2 separate regions of the Danio rerio genome follow, and region 2 is linked to region 1. A link is a contact called in public Micro-C data. All regions are on one chromosome and are shown on one strand. Each heading gives the region's core, a stretch centred on a gene start, on an enhancer-like site or on the middle of the called end of the contact. The rest is flanking DNA. Distances are from core to core; before and after follow the strand shown.

What was found. A called contact is a pair of places that touch in the nucleus more often than the background predicts.
Region 2: a Micro-C map of caudal fin shows a contact between it and region 1, with 5 times the contacts expected there. The contact joins two enhancer-like sites. A contact is called at or near these places in 1 of 18 Hi-C or Micro-C datasets (caudal fin) and 1 of 4 datasets of contacts at active chromatin or transcription factors (caudal fin).

The regions. Positions count from the first base shown.
Region 1 is chr8:11,626,351-11,632,712 of GRCz12tu, reverse strand. No RefSeq gene overlaps it. Among named protein-coding and RNA genes, the nearest start is that of si:dkey-8e10.3, 17 kb to the right of the region's middle. Within about 2 kb of position 1,807, at least 7 of the 62 cell types and tissues checked have an H3K27ac peak or open chromatin away from gene starts, as enhancers often do. A contact at or near this core is called in caudal fin, where this site is marked.
Region 2 is chr8:11,781,224-11,787,727 of GRCz12tu, reverse strand. No RefSeq gene overlaps it. Among named protein-coding and RNA genes, the nearest start is that of pim1, 88 kb to the left of the region's middle. Within about 2 kb of position 4,782, at least 14 of the 62 cell types and tissues checked have an H3K27ac peak or open chromatin away from gene starts, as enhancers often do. A contact at or near this core is called in caudal fin, where this site is marked.

The DNA.
Region 1 (6,362 bases), core at 558-3,057:
CAAACCCTGTGTTTGGGTAGAAGAGAAAATAAAATCTAAAAAGTACATTTTAAATTAAAATAAAACTTACTATACAGATTTAATGATTTTAAATATTTTTACAATTTCATTATTGAAATTTAACCATTAAATTAATTTTAATTAGAAAGAATAATTTAAACATTAAATTGTAAAGTTCTCCAAATTACATAAAATAAGCATTAAATATACAAAACTATCAATTATATTGCATTAAAAAAATAATAAAAAAAGTTTATTATAGGTAAGCATTTTATTATAATTCATGCTTGACATTTTATTTAGTTTTTGTTGTTTTTTAAAGCTCTTTATGCTGTTTTTATTGTACTTCAGATATTATTGTTCTTTTATTGTACAATTATTAATAAATATTACAGCATACAGTGTTATTTGTTACTATGCAGTCCTTCTAATATGCTGATTTCCTGATCAAAAACATCTCATCATCTTATCAAGAGAATTTTGTTTTTCTTTCAAAATTACATTTATATTACAGAACAATTGTTTAAAGAAATATTTAAATCAAATATTTGAGTGTTCTACCCCTCAAAAAATCCTGAAAAGTAAAATGCAAAAATTTGATGCAGAAAGAAATGGTTTTGACTACCATAATAATGACCATGATTGAGCATCGGAAATGATTAGAGCTGCAAGATGCATATTAGAATGATTTTTGATGGATCACTTAACACTGGAGGTATGCTATATATTCAACTTTGAATTTTGGTCATATGTAGTCATGAGTAATCATGAAAACTATATATCATTTGAATGTATAACATTTCAAGTTTCTATGTTTGGTGGCTGAATGTTAATAGATATTCCTGAGCAACAGTTATGTATTAACTTGCAACAAAGATTTAAAGAGCATTACTTTGCTACAGCAATCCACATGTAAACATTTTTGAAAATGTTATTAGAGAGAGACTGAATTCAAATCAAACGCATCCAATATTGTCATATTACCTTAGAATTTCATGTCCACTTTATTATATTTATATTGTCAAAAGTATGGTTGATATTCCTCAAAACAAACAACAAAACAGGGGCACTCTTAAATGGTCACCAATGAAAACTGTATGTCATCTGGTGGTCATGTTTGGTACTGCTGCCATTCAAAATCTTACTGAAAGCTAATGCTTTGAGAAATCAACTTTCATATACATATACATATAAATTTCATAAAATTAAAGACATAATACTTGTATTTTATTTGAATTTATTTGAACGTTTTTCACTTTAGCAATAAACTAACAAGTTTCTTCTTTAAAATGAGTCTAAGCTTAAATCTATGCACCAAAACAGTGAAGATTGTCATTTAATTTAAGTTGAACATGTTGTTTTCAAGGTTTTGTTCAAAAAGTTCAGAGGTTAAAAATTGTATAGCTGAGAAACAGGTAACAGAAAGAAAGAGAGGGAGAAAATAAACCAAACACAATACGTTCCATGGTGTTTTGAATGTAACACAGGATAAGCCATCAATTAAAATATTCAATACATTGAAAGTACAAGTAGGTATCGCTTATACAAGTAGGTATCACTTAAACCACAAGTAGGTTGGGTTTAGGGTTTGGTTTAGGTGTAGACGTTCATAAAACACAACAGGTTTCTGTGAGGTTGGGTTTAGTGTTAGGGTTAGGTGTACACATTCATAAAGCTCAATATTGAACTCTAAGTACGACTAAATAAGGTTTGCACAGCCCACTTGGAGCTCCATGGCCCACCCACTTGGAGCTGACTCCGACCTCCGTTTATACCCTTCTCGATACCACCGAACTGGAACATGTGTGAAACTTATCTTCAACCACTAGATGCCGCTGTTGTTATTTGTACTGCATTTAAAAACTAAATGTGGTCTGTTGTTGTTATCAGGGGTCTGTTCTTCGTACCTCGCTTAAATGATCTAAGATGATTTGGCAGATCCTGGATCTTTTAATCTTGATAACTGATCTCTCGCTAATTTGGTTCTCCAAATAAGTTCGCGAATCAGATTAGAATATCTGGATGAACTGATCTGAGATCGCTGCGTTTGTTGTTAAGGACAGATCTATCGATCCTCGAAATCATGATCAGCAATGCAACGATTGGCTGACGGCACAGCAGCGTAATGACATCATCTGATAAATATTCAATTATCCATGAGAGCAAAATTACATCAAATTAGCAGTAAACGGCTTGTTAAATATGACACGCAGTAACTTCACATTTGTTGTGAGCTGCAGGCTTTACACTTTCATTTGTCAAGACAAGAGTATTCATCATGTATTTCAATGCAAATCAATGTATTTAGTTCTTCATTTAGAAAAGATTTTCTTTATTATAGTAACCGTTTTTTAATCGGTGTAAAGAATAACTGGTTGTTTCCAAAAGCATTTTGATATTGGTAAAGGCGTCTGCAACTTTTGTGAAGCATCACTGGCATATTAACTGTCAAAACATGTTTATGACTGCATATATGTATTATTGCTTTTAAAAAAAGTCACACATTGTGCATTTCTATTATACACAATTTGTACTAAAGCGATCTAAAAAGTTCATATCAATAAGTTTTCTCTTTGCACCACCAGGTGGCAGTCTTTGTATTTTCATTTCGAGGGTGCAGATTGCATACGTTTTATTAATATGTATAACTTTATTTATTTTATTAATGACTATAACTTTTATATATATAGTTAAAAAATATTTACTATTTTCCCAAGTGTATATAACTTTTACTGTAAGAAAATATCAGAACTCGGTACATACTTTCTGTATTATCTTTGCTTGAACTGAGCCGGGGTCCGTTCTTCGTATGTGGATTACTCAGTTAGCTGGATTTGGATATTGACGATTTGACACGATCCAGGATCGTTTCGTTCTTCAAAGCTGATCCGAGAGTTGTTGTCATGGCAACAGATCTGCTAGGTCAAACCTGATCGGGAGCAGGTTCAAATCATATAAACAGGATTAGATCGGCTCAGTTCAAGCAAAGATAATACAGAAAGTATGTACCGAGTTCTGATATTTTCTTACAGTAAAAGTTATATACACTTGGGAAAATAGTAAATATTTTTTAACTATATATATAAAAGTTATAGTCATTAATAAAATAAATAAAGTTATACATATTAATAAAACGTATGCAATCTGCACCCTCGAAATGAAAATACAAAGACTGCCACCTGGTGGTGCAAAGAGAAAACTTATTGATATGAACTTTTTAGATCGCTTTAGTACAAATTGTGTATAATAGAAATGCACAATGTGTGACTTTTTTTAAAAGCAATAATACATATATGCAGTCATAAACATGTTTTGACAGTTAATATGCCAGTGATGCTTCACAAAAGTTGCAGACGCCTTTACCAATATCAAAATGCTTTTGGAAACAACCAGTTATTCTTTACACCGATTAAAAAACGGTTACTATAATAAAGAAAATCTTTTCTAAATGAAGAACTAAATACATTGATTTGCATTGAAATACATGATGAATACTCTTGTCTTGACAAATGAAAGTGTAAAGCCTGCAGCTCACAACAAATGTGAAGTTACTGCGTGTCATATTTAACAAGCCGTTTACTGCTAATTTGATGTAATTTTGCTCTCATGGATAATTGAATATTTATCAGATGATGTCATTACGCTGCTGTGCCGTCAGCCAATCGTTGCATTGCTGATCATGATTTCGAGGATCGATAGATCTGTCCTTAACAACAAACGCAGCGATCTCAGATCAGTTCATCCAGATATTCTAATCTGATTCGCGAACTTATTTGGAGAACCAAATTAGCGAGAGATCAGTTATCAAGATTAAAAGATCCAGGATCTGCCAAATCATCTTAGATCATTTAAGCGAGGTACGAAGAACAGACCCCCGATCTAATCCTGTTTATATGATTTGAACCTGCTCCCGATCAGGTTTGACCTAGCAGATCTGTTGCCATGACAACAACTCTCGGATCAGCTTTGAAGAACGAAACGATCCTGGATCGTGTCAAATCGTCAATATCCAAATCCAGCTAACTGAGTAATCCACATACGAAGAACGGACCCCAGGCAACTAGAAATGACGGATGTTTATTTTTACCATTATTGTATTTTTTCCCAATCGCAGTCTATAAAACGTGCTTATAAAGTTGTGAAAATGTTTGTCATGGCATGTACATTATTTATTCTCTATACAGAAATATAATTTGAAGACGTAATGGGATTCACTTTTAATGATCATTTCCACAGATCGTTAACACTTTTTATATGATATAGTGAAAGCTGATACAAACTTCAATCTATCTTCCAGCGACTCCCGGGTCTCTAGAGTCCAGTCACTAGACACTTTTACTGAGATACTGACCTGTACAGTATCTGCCAGTACATTTTACAACTAAATATAAAAAAGATCATCAATAACTCCAAGACTAACGATAAACATTATAGCCTTCAAAGGTGATGGAAAACAGCTCCGAGAATCTGTATAATAATCCTTATTGAAAATATTGCAGATTTGATGATTCTTTCGACAAAAAGATACATTGATAACTGCAGTAGACTGCTAATAGATGTAATATAGATTTATTTCGCAAACTACAGATGTCTATTCGTTTGAAACAAAATGTATTCATTTGGAGCATAAAATATCACATGGTCTAGATAACATTAACAAAAATAAACATTTTCAGGTATGTTTATAATTTTTTAGATAAATTTAACTTAACTTTTAAAGAGTTGAGAAAGCAGTATTTGAGGGGAAAATCCACATTTCTGCAACAACAATCAAAAAAATATCTTTATATTCACATTATATAAAAAGCATCACAATCCATCCAAAATCTAATCCAACAACAAGAAAATATATATTAAAAAAAGCTCTGAAATACAAAATGTTTGAAGTTGGAAACAAATCTAAAAATATATTCGGCACATATAAAGTCACATAACTTTTATTTTATTTGACTTTGTTTGGACTTTTTTCACTTTAACTACAATATGACAAGACACCAGTATATTCTTATATTATCAGAGCTTCAAAGGATAAATAATTATCATATAAAATAAATATAATATATAAATTATATTTACTCAATATTTGTTCAAACAGCTGGTGAATTGAAATGTAAAGCTTATTTCCGAGGCTGGATTTATGTATTAAACAATTATAATGATAAAATGAAATAAAATAATAATTTTAAATAAATAAATACATACATGCATACATACATGCATACATAAATACATACATACATACAGCATTACGATTTTATTAAATTACAGGAATATTTACAAATGTCTTCTAAATTGCTGTTGATTCATCAAAATACTACTTAGCTAGTAATGTAAATTTACCTAAAGCTATTAAATTATGCATTTTCCATTTTATTGAAAATGTAAGCAACTGTACAGTCAAATAAAAGAAATGGTTCACCCCTAAAAAGGGTTATTTTGAGGAATGCTGGTTGGTGTTCTTATAAAAGTCCTAAAAAAGTCAATGTGTCAACCAACATTCTTCAAAATATCTTCTTTTGTGTTCATCACAAGAAAGAAACTCATTCATTCATTCATTCATTTTGCATTGGCTTAGTCCCTTATTTATCAGGGTCGACACCGCTACAGGATGCCATTCCAGCCACCACCTATACTGGAAAACACCCTTACATTCACAAACACACTCATACACTATGGCTAATTTAGTTTATTCAATTCATCTATACCACATGTCTTTGGACTTTGGGAAACCGGAGCACCTAGAGGAAACCCACTACTCAGGGCACCACTGGCCAGTAAAGGCCCTTAAAAAGTAAAGTGTGTGGCGGCTTCTAATAGTAACTATGGGGACCTCAAAACTGCATGGGCCCTTAAAGTAGTCTTAACTCCACCACCCCTGGTGGCGCCCCAATGAAAAATGCCAACTGGCCAAGCTGGGACTCGAACCAGAACCTTTCTTGCTTTGAGGTGACAGAGCTAACCACTGAGCCACCATGCATATAAGAAACTCAAAGGTTTAAAACCCGCATAAGAGAATAAATAAATAAGGAGTTTTCATTTTGGGGTAAACTATCCCTTTAATGCTGTAACTTCAGCAACTGTGTCTCTTTCAGGAGGACATCCTAAAGTCGTCTGAACCATCATGAGCAAATATTTCAGGTTTTACTGTCAAAGATACACGGTTCAGTTTAATAATGTACGCTGTCCTTTTGTGCTAATGCTGTCATCACACACAGATCTTCACACTTCATTACCCGCGCTCATAACATTCACAGGCCGCCCGCTATAAATATTCAGGACACACTTATGGATCAAATAGCCTTGACTGTCATCACAGGTATCCATTTCTTCTGAATCCAGCACTGATATTATATATATATATA
Region 2 (6,504 bases), core at 3,533-6,032, 150 kb before region 1:
AATTATTTAATTAGGAGAGTAAGGTCTGACTTTGCTTAGACAAAAGTCTTGTCACATAACAAAAACAATGTACAGTATAGAATATAAAGTCATGGTGCAGTGGAAAAAGAAAGAATATTGTGTATGACTGTCATGACTCCCTCCTATGCTGATGACAATCAGATCTACTTGGCCTTACTGCCTAAAGACTACACTTCTATTGACACCCTCTGCCAATGCATTGACGAAATTAACAGTTGGATGTGCCAAAACTTTCTTCAGTTAAACAAAGAGAAAACTGAAATGATTGCATTTGGGAACAGAGATGAGGTTCTCAAGGTAAATGCGTAACTTGGCTCTAAGGGTCGAACAACAAAAAATACGGTCAAGAATCTTGGTGTGAATGGAATCAGATCTGAGTTTCAATAGTCATGTCAAGGCAGTTAGTAAATCAGCATACTATCACCTCAAAAACATTGCAAGAATTAGATGCTTTGTTTCCAGTGAAGACTTAGAGAAACTTGTTCATGCTTTTATCAGCAGCAGGATGGATTACTGTAATGGCCTCCTTATCAGCCTTCCCAAAAAGACAGTCAGACAGATTCTGACCAGAACCAGGAAATCAGAGCACATTATACCTGTCTTTACACTGGCTCCCACTAGGCCCTTAATACATTACAGATATGCTCACTGAATCACTCAGATCATTATGATCATATAAACTAAAAATTCCTAGAGTTCAGTCAAAGCAGGGTGAATCCGCCTTCAGCTACTACACCCCTCACTGCTGGAATCAGCTTCCAGAAATGATCAGATGTGCTCTAACATTAGCACATTCAAATCAAGACTGAAAACACATCTGTTTAGCTGTGCCTTTACTGAATGAGCACTGTGCTACGACCCACAAATTGTACTATTATGTTTTTCTCTTCTTTTTCATTGTTTTATAACCTGTTTTAAGAAATTTTATCTGCTTTTAATAATTGTTATTATTTGTTTTTATTTTTCTTATACTTGTCTCTTTTATTCATGTTTATATAAAGCACTTTGAATTGCCACTGTGTATGAAATGTGCTATATAAATAAACTTGCCTTGCCATGAGCTTGGAGGACTGCATCCAAACATCCCTGCAATGACTCAAATAATGCAGTTCAACAGATGATTTACCAGAAAAAAAATCCACCTTCTGCCACTTTTCCAAACTAGAATTCAAGTTATTATTTGTTGCTCTTACAACTAGTTTTGTCAGGTAGTGTACATGAAATGCAAGCAAAGTGAGCTCTTTAATGTTTCAAAATAATATATGTGAAATTAAAATTGCTACAGCGTACTTGTATTAAACTGTACTTTGGATTCTATTTTAAATGAATGACACTTTCAGATGGGTAAAACCTTTTGGTTTGAGTAATGGCGACAAAGTATAAGGATTTCAAATGGGAGTTAATAAATGATTTGGGCCTGCACTGAGAGTCTTTTAATGCCAAGAAATTAATTTGTATATAAAGTATTGTTAAATTTGTCTTCTGTAAGTCATTGTTAAAAAAAAGTATGGCAGTCATTGTTTCATAAATAAATAAATAAATAAATAAATAAATAAATAAATAAATAAATAAATAAATAAATAAATAAATAAATAAATAAATAAATAAATAAATAAATAAATAAAAACAAAATAAAGCTTCTAATGAAGTGAAAAAAATTAACTACATTACACTTTTACAATTTTGATGCATTACACTTCTTGTCTTTGACCTGCACACATTACAAACATAGTAAATATGTATTTTAATTCACCACATTTGTATTCAGAATAGACCATGAATGCAAAAAGTAAATACACTAATGCCATTCATTTACTACAAACACCAAGCATAAATTATTAAAAGTGAAACCGACAGTGCTTGACATGAACACAAAGGCTTTGTCATGTCTGTTATGCTTATGTTAACTTTATTACATAACTTTCTTGACAATATAATGAAAGTGATATAGCATTATTCAGAAGATATCCTGGTGTATATTTATGCAGTGGTCAAAGTTTGACACAATATTAATTCAGTTCTCTGTGAAGTTTGATGTAACTGATGCAATTGTGAGCTTCTGCTATGGGATAAAAATAAAAGTAAAACTCTTGCCACTCTGGATGGCAGTTACAAGTCTGCTTTGTTATATAATCATTATGTAGGATATGCAAGCAGGAACTAAGCATACCGTCAAGGTTTTGCAAAGGTGTTTTAGAGTAGATTCAGGAAAGCTTGATATATTTATGGAATATTAAGCAACATTTTATCTTAACATTGCCTTTTATTGCAATCAATTGGCATTTTCCACAGCTCACATTTGCTTTCTAAAGTTTTTTTTTTTTTTTTTTACATTTTAAAGCATTTCAAGAATTTTTTTGGTCCAAAAATGAGCCCAAACAACACAAATTTTGACTTTTTTTGGAGACAACTTAATTTTATGTTCAATCTACTTTATGCACAGCACTTTGGTCAGTCTTGTGTCTGTTTTTAAATGTGCCGTATAGATACTTTTACTTTATAAATAAAGTATTGGTCACACTTTATTTTGATGGTCCGTTTGTTGAATTTAAGTTACATTGCATCAACATGCCAATTAATTCTAATTAAATCATAAACAGACTGTTAGGTTGGGGTTAGTGTAAGTTGACATGTACCTACAAAGTTTCTTACAGTCAGTTAAATGTCAGTAAAAAGGAGCAGTATCAAGCAGACAGTCTACTAATACCCAAGTGGACCATCAAAATAAAGTGTTACCAAAGTATTTATTTATATTATATTATAAATTATATAGACATTGGCTAGACATTGAATTTTGGTCACCTGACATTACAACCCAAACATAACCTAAAATTAATGTCTTCTGACGTTGTGTGCCTGCTGAGCTATAACTAAATGCACTACAGAATGTTACGTTTACACACATTCACAAATGACATGTAAATGCATCAGCTTTTCACCGTGTAATACTCACTACTCAAGTACTTTTGAAAATGCTACTTTTTACTCATACTTTGAGTAATATTTACAACAGATACTTTTACTCTACCCGCACTACATTTTTAGGCAAGTAATGGCACTTTTACTTAAGTATGATTTTTCACTACTATTTCCACCACTGGACAGCACTTAGGGGTTTTTGCATCTGAATTCAATTTAAATGACAAAAATGATTAGAAAAAAAGTTCATGACAATTATAAGTGCCTCAATTGCCTTATAATCGAGGTTTACTGTGATTACAGTGTTTACATTCAAATGTAATTACTGTAATTATGAAATGTTACATTCAAATGTAATTACACTTTAAATACAATTTTGATGCACTTAAATCTCGCAAAACAAACATCTACAGCATTTATTTAAATAAGCTGAATCAACATGAATCTTGAGTTTTTTTTTTTTGTTTTTTTTTTTTTTGGGACAACTTGTTTATGTTTAATCCCTGTAAAGTCATAAAAACAATTAAGTTAACTTAATCGATTTATGTTGGGACAACATGGAGTTGTGTGGAACCCAGCATTTATACACTGTAAAAAGTGCTTAGTAACTTAAAGCGAGTAAACCAATTGCCTTAAAAGCCAGCCTGATCTCACGAGCAAACGTAAGTATTTTACATTTTGTCAGTTTATTGGCTAATTCGTACGAGTTCTGTCATATGAAAATGTATGATTTTAAAAAGGAGGCGTGGCATCCAACCCCACCCCTAACCCCAAGCATCATTGGGTGATGAACAAATCGTACTAAATTGTACGAATTAGATTGTACGAATTCATACAAATTAGCCACTGAATCAAAAAGTTACGAATTGCCATGACATTGCGTTGTAAAAGGAACAAGCTGAAACCTATTGTAACTTGGAACTGTTAAGCTGACTTCATTTTTATAATTAGGCTAATTGTACTCATTTTTATTTTAAAATAAAATAAAAATGTTTATTTTTTTCATTACAACTTTATTATATATTTTTCAGCTTTTCTGTATCAAGCAAAATAACATACAGTAAAATAAATCTGCTCTTCCAGACTCCAGTTTGTCTATTAAATTCCATGCAGACTATACTTGTAGATTTTATAGACTTAATGAAGAAGCACCAAATATGTAATATTGTGATAATTACCATAATTATTTGAAAGCAGATGTGTTAAAATAATCTGACACAGTAAAAAGGGATTAGTTGACTCTTAAAAAGTGAGTACAATTAGCATAATTATGAAAATTAAGTCAGCTTAACAGTTCCAAGTTACGACGGGTTTACTTTTTTTTGGTTTACTGTTGTGTAAAGTCAGCTTGTTGCTTTTAAGGCAATTTGTTTACTCGCTTTAAGTAACTAATCACTTTTTACAGTGTAGATAACTAGGGCAAGCAATGTTTCGATACAGACCAATGTTATGATGCTTTTTGAGCGGCATTATAATCACAATCTCTAATTTATCTTGGCGGGCTCTCTCTCCTAAGCTGAACAGTGTGAGCTGAACTTCAGTTACCTCTGAGGTAACAGCAACACCGCAGGATTTAATGCGCTCCGATCCTCTCTAGAGTTCCAACCAAAATAGCACTCAAGCAAATGGGTATTGCTTACAAGCAGGTTAACCCTTACGCCAATAATGTCAGAGCTCGAAATGCATCAGACGAAACACGCTTGTCTCCTGTTCTCAAACAGCTAATTATCAGTGTGCGTCTGCTTCCAGTCCTCCAGCTTCTGGCGCTGAAGCCTTACAGTGACCCATTTTCTGCTAACCTCAATTTTCTGCAAACCTGCAGCAGCGCAGACACTCCTCTTTTTATGCAGAGGTCACTGAGTGCTGATTAAGCTGCGGCCGCTTTCAGCAAATCACTGGGTTGTGTAATAACACTTAACCTGGAATGAGTGCGAACAGTTAAGAGATTCATAAACAAATAGATAATGACAACCCAATGGACCAATAAACTAAGTGAGAATGTGTATGTGTTAATATAAAGAAACAGATCACTAAGGTAATTGTAAAAAATATCTTGAGACATATAATAACAAATAACACATACAGTATATATGCATCACTTAGGTCTCTGGATATTGTGGGGCTGTCTTGGCTGACACCTCTATGCAATATCACAGGGAGGTTGGGGACAGTACCTCTGGACTGGGCACACACACACACACACACACATATATATATATATATATATATACACACACACACACACACATATATATATATATATATATATATATATATATATATATATATATATATATATATATATATATATATATATATGTATGTATGTATGTATGTATGTATGTATGTATGTATGTATGTATGTATATATATATATATATATATGTATATATATATATATATATATATATATATATATACACATACACATACACACACACACACATACATGAATACAACAGTCACATTCACACAACTCATTATGTTCGCCCCACCCCCAGTGCGCAATTACCAACATATAGAGCCCATCCCCACTACTCACGTGCACGCGTACACACACACACACACACACACACACACACACACACACACACACACACACACACACACACACACACACACACACACACACACACACACACACACACACACACACACACAGCTCTTTAGTCACTGTTTACTTCAGCTCCACCTGCTTTGGCGCTGCTAAAGAAAGCAAATCTCGCCTTGCGTTTCCCATATTCACAATCCCTTAAAATGACTGCAAAAGCATACAGTCGGCTTGAAGAGCACCAAGTGTGTCAAATTAATTGACCACCCTCATTTTGTGGCCTTTAACTCCTGCCAAATGAAAGCAATCACACTGAGCTCATTGTGATGCCTGTGATCTCAGTTCATGTTCTCTTTACTCTGACCTTTCAGCTCTATCCTGCATATCTGTATAAGAAAGCACAGCATGATCTGTACATGCAGAAACCACTCTGCCTTACTAAGCAGTAAAGGTTTTCTGATCAGAGAAAAAGAATAATGAAAATGTAAAGTTGAAGTCAGAAATAATAACCCCTTCTTTAATTTTTTTTTCTTTTTCAAATATTTCCCAAATGATGTTTAACAGAGCAAGGACATTTTCACAGTATGTCTTATAATAATATTTTTTCTTCTGGAGAAAGTCTTATTGTTTTATTTCGGCTAGAATAAAAGCAATTATATATATATATATAATTATATATATATAATTAACCTAGTTACCTTTAAATGTCACTTTAGGCTGTATAGAAGTGTCTTGAAAAATATTTAGTCAAATATTATTTACTGTCATCATGTCAAAGATAAAAAAAATCAGTCATTAGAAATGACTTATTAAAATTATTGTGTTTAGAAATGTGTTGATTTTTTTTTTCTCTCCGTAAGAAATTAAGGAAAAAATGTGGGCTAATAATTCAGGAGGGCTAATAATTCTGAACTCAACAATTTATGCAAGTTTTTAGCATTATTTAACATTTTTTTTAATTTTACATATATATATATATATATATATATATATATATATATATATATATATAT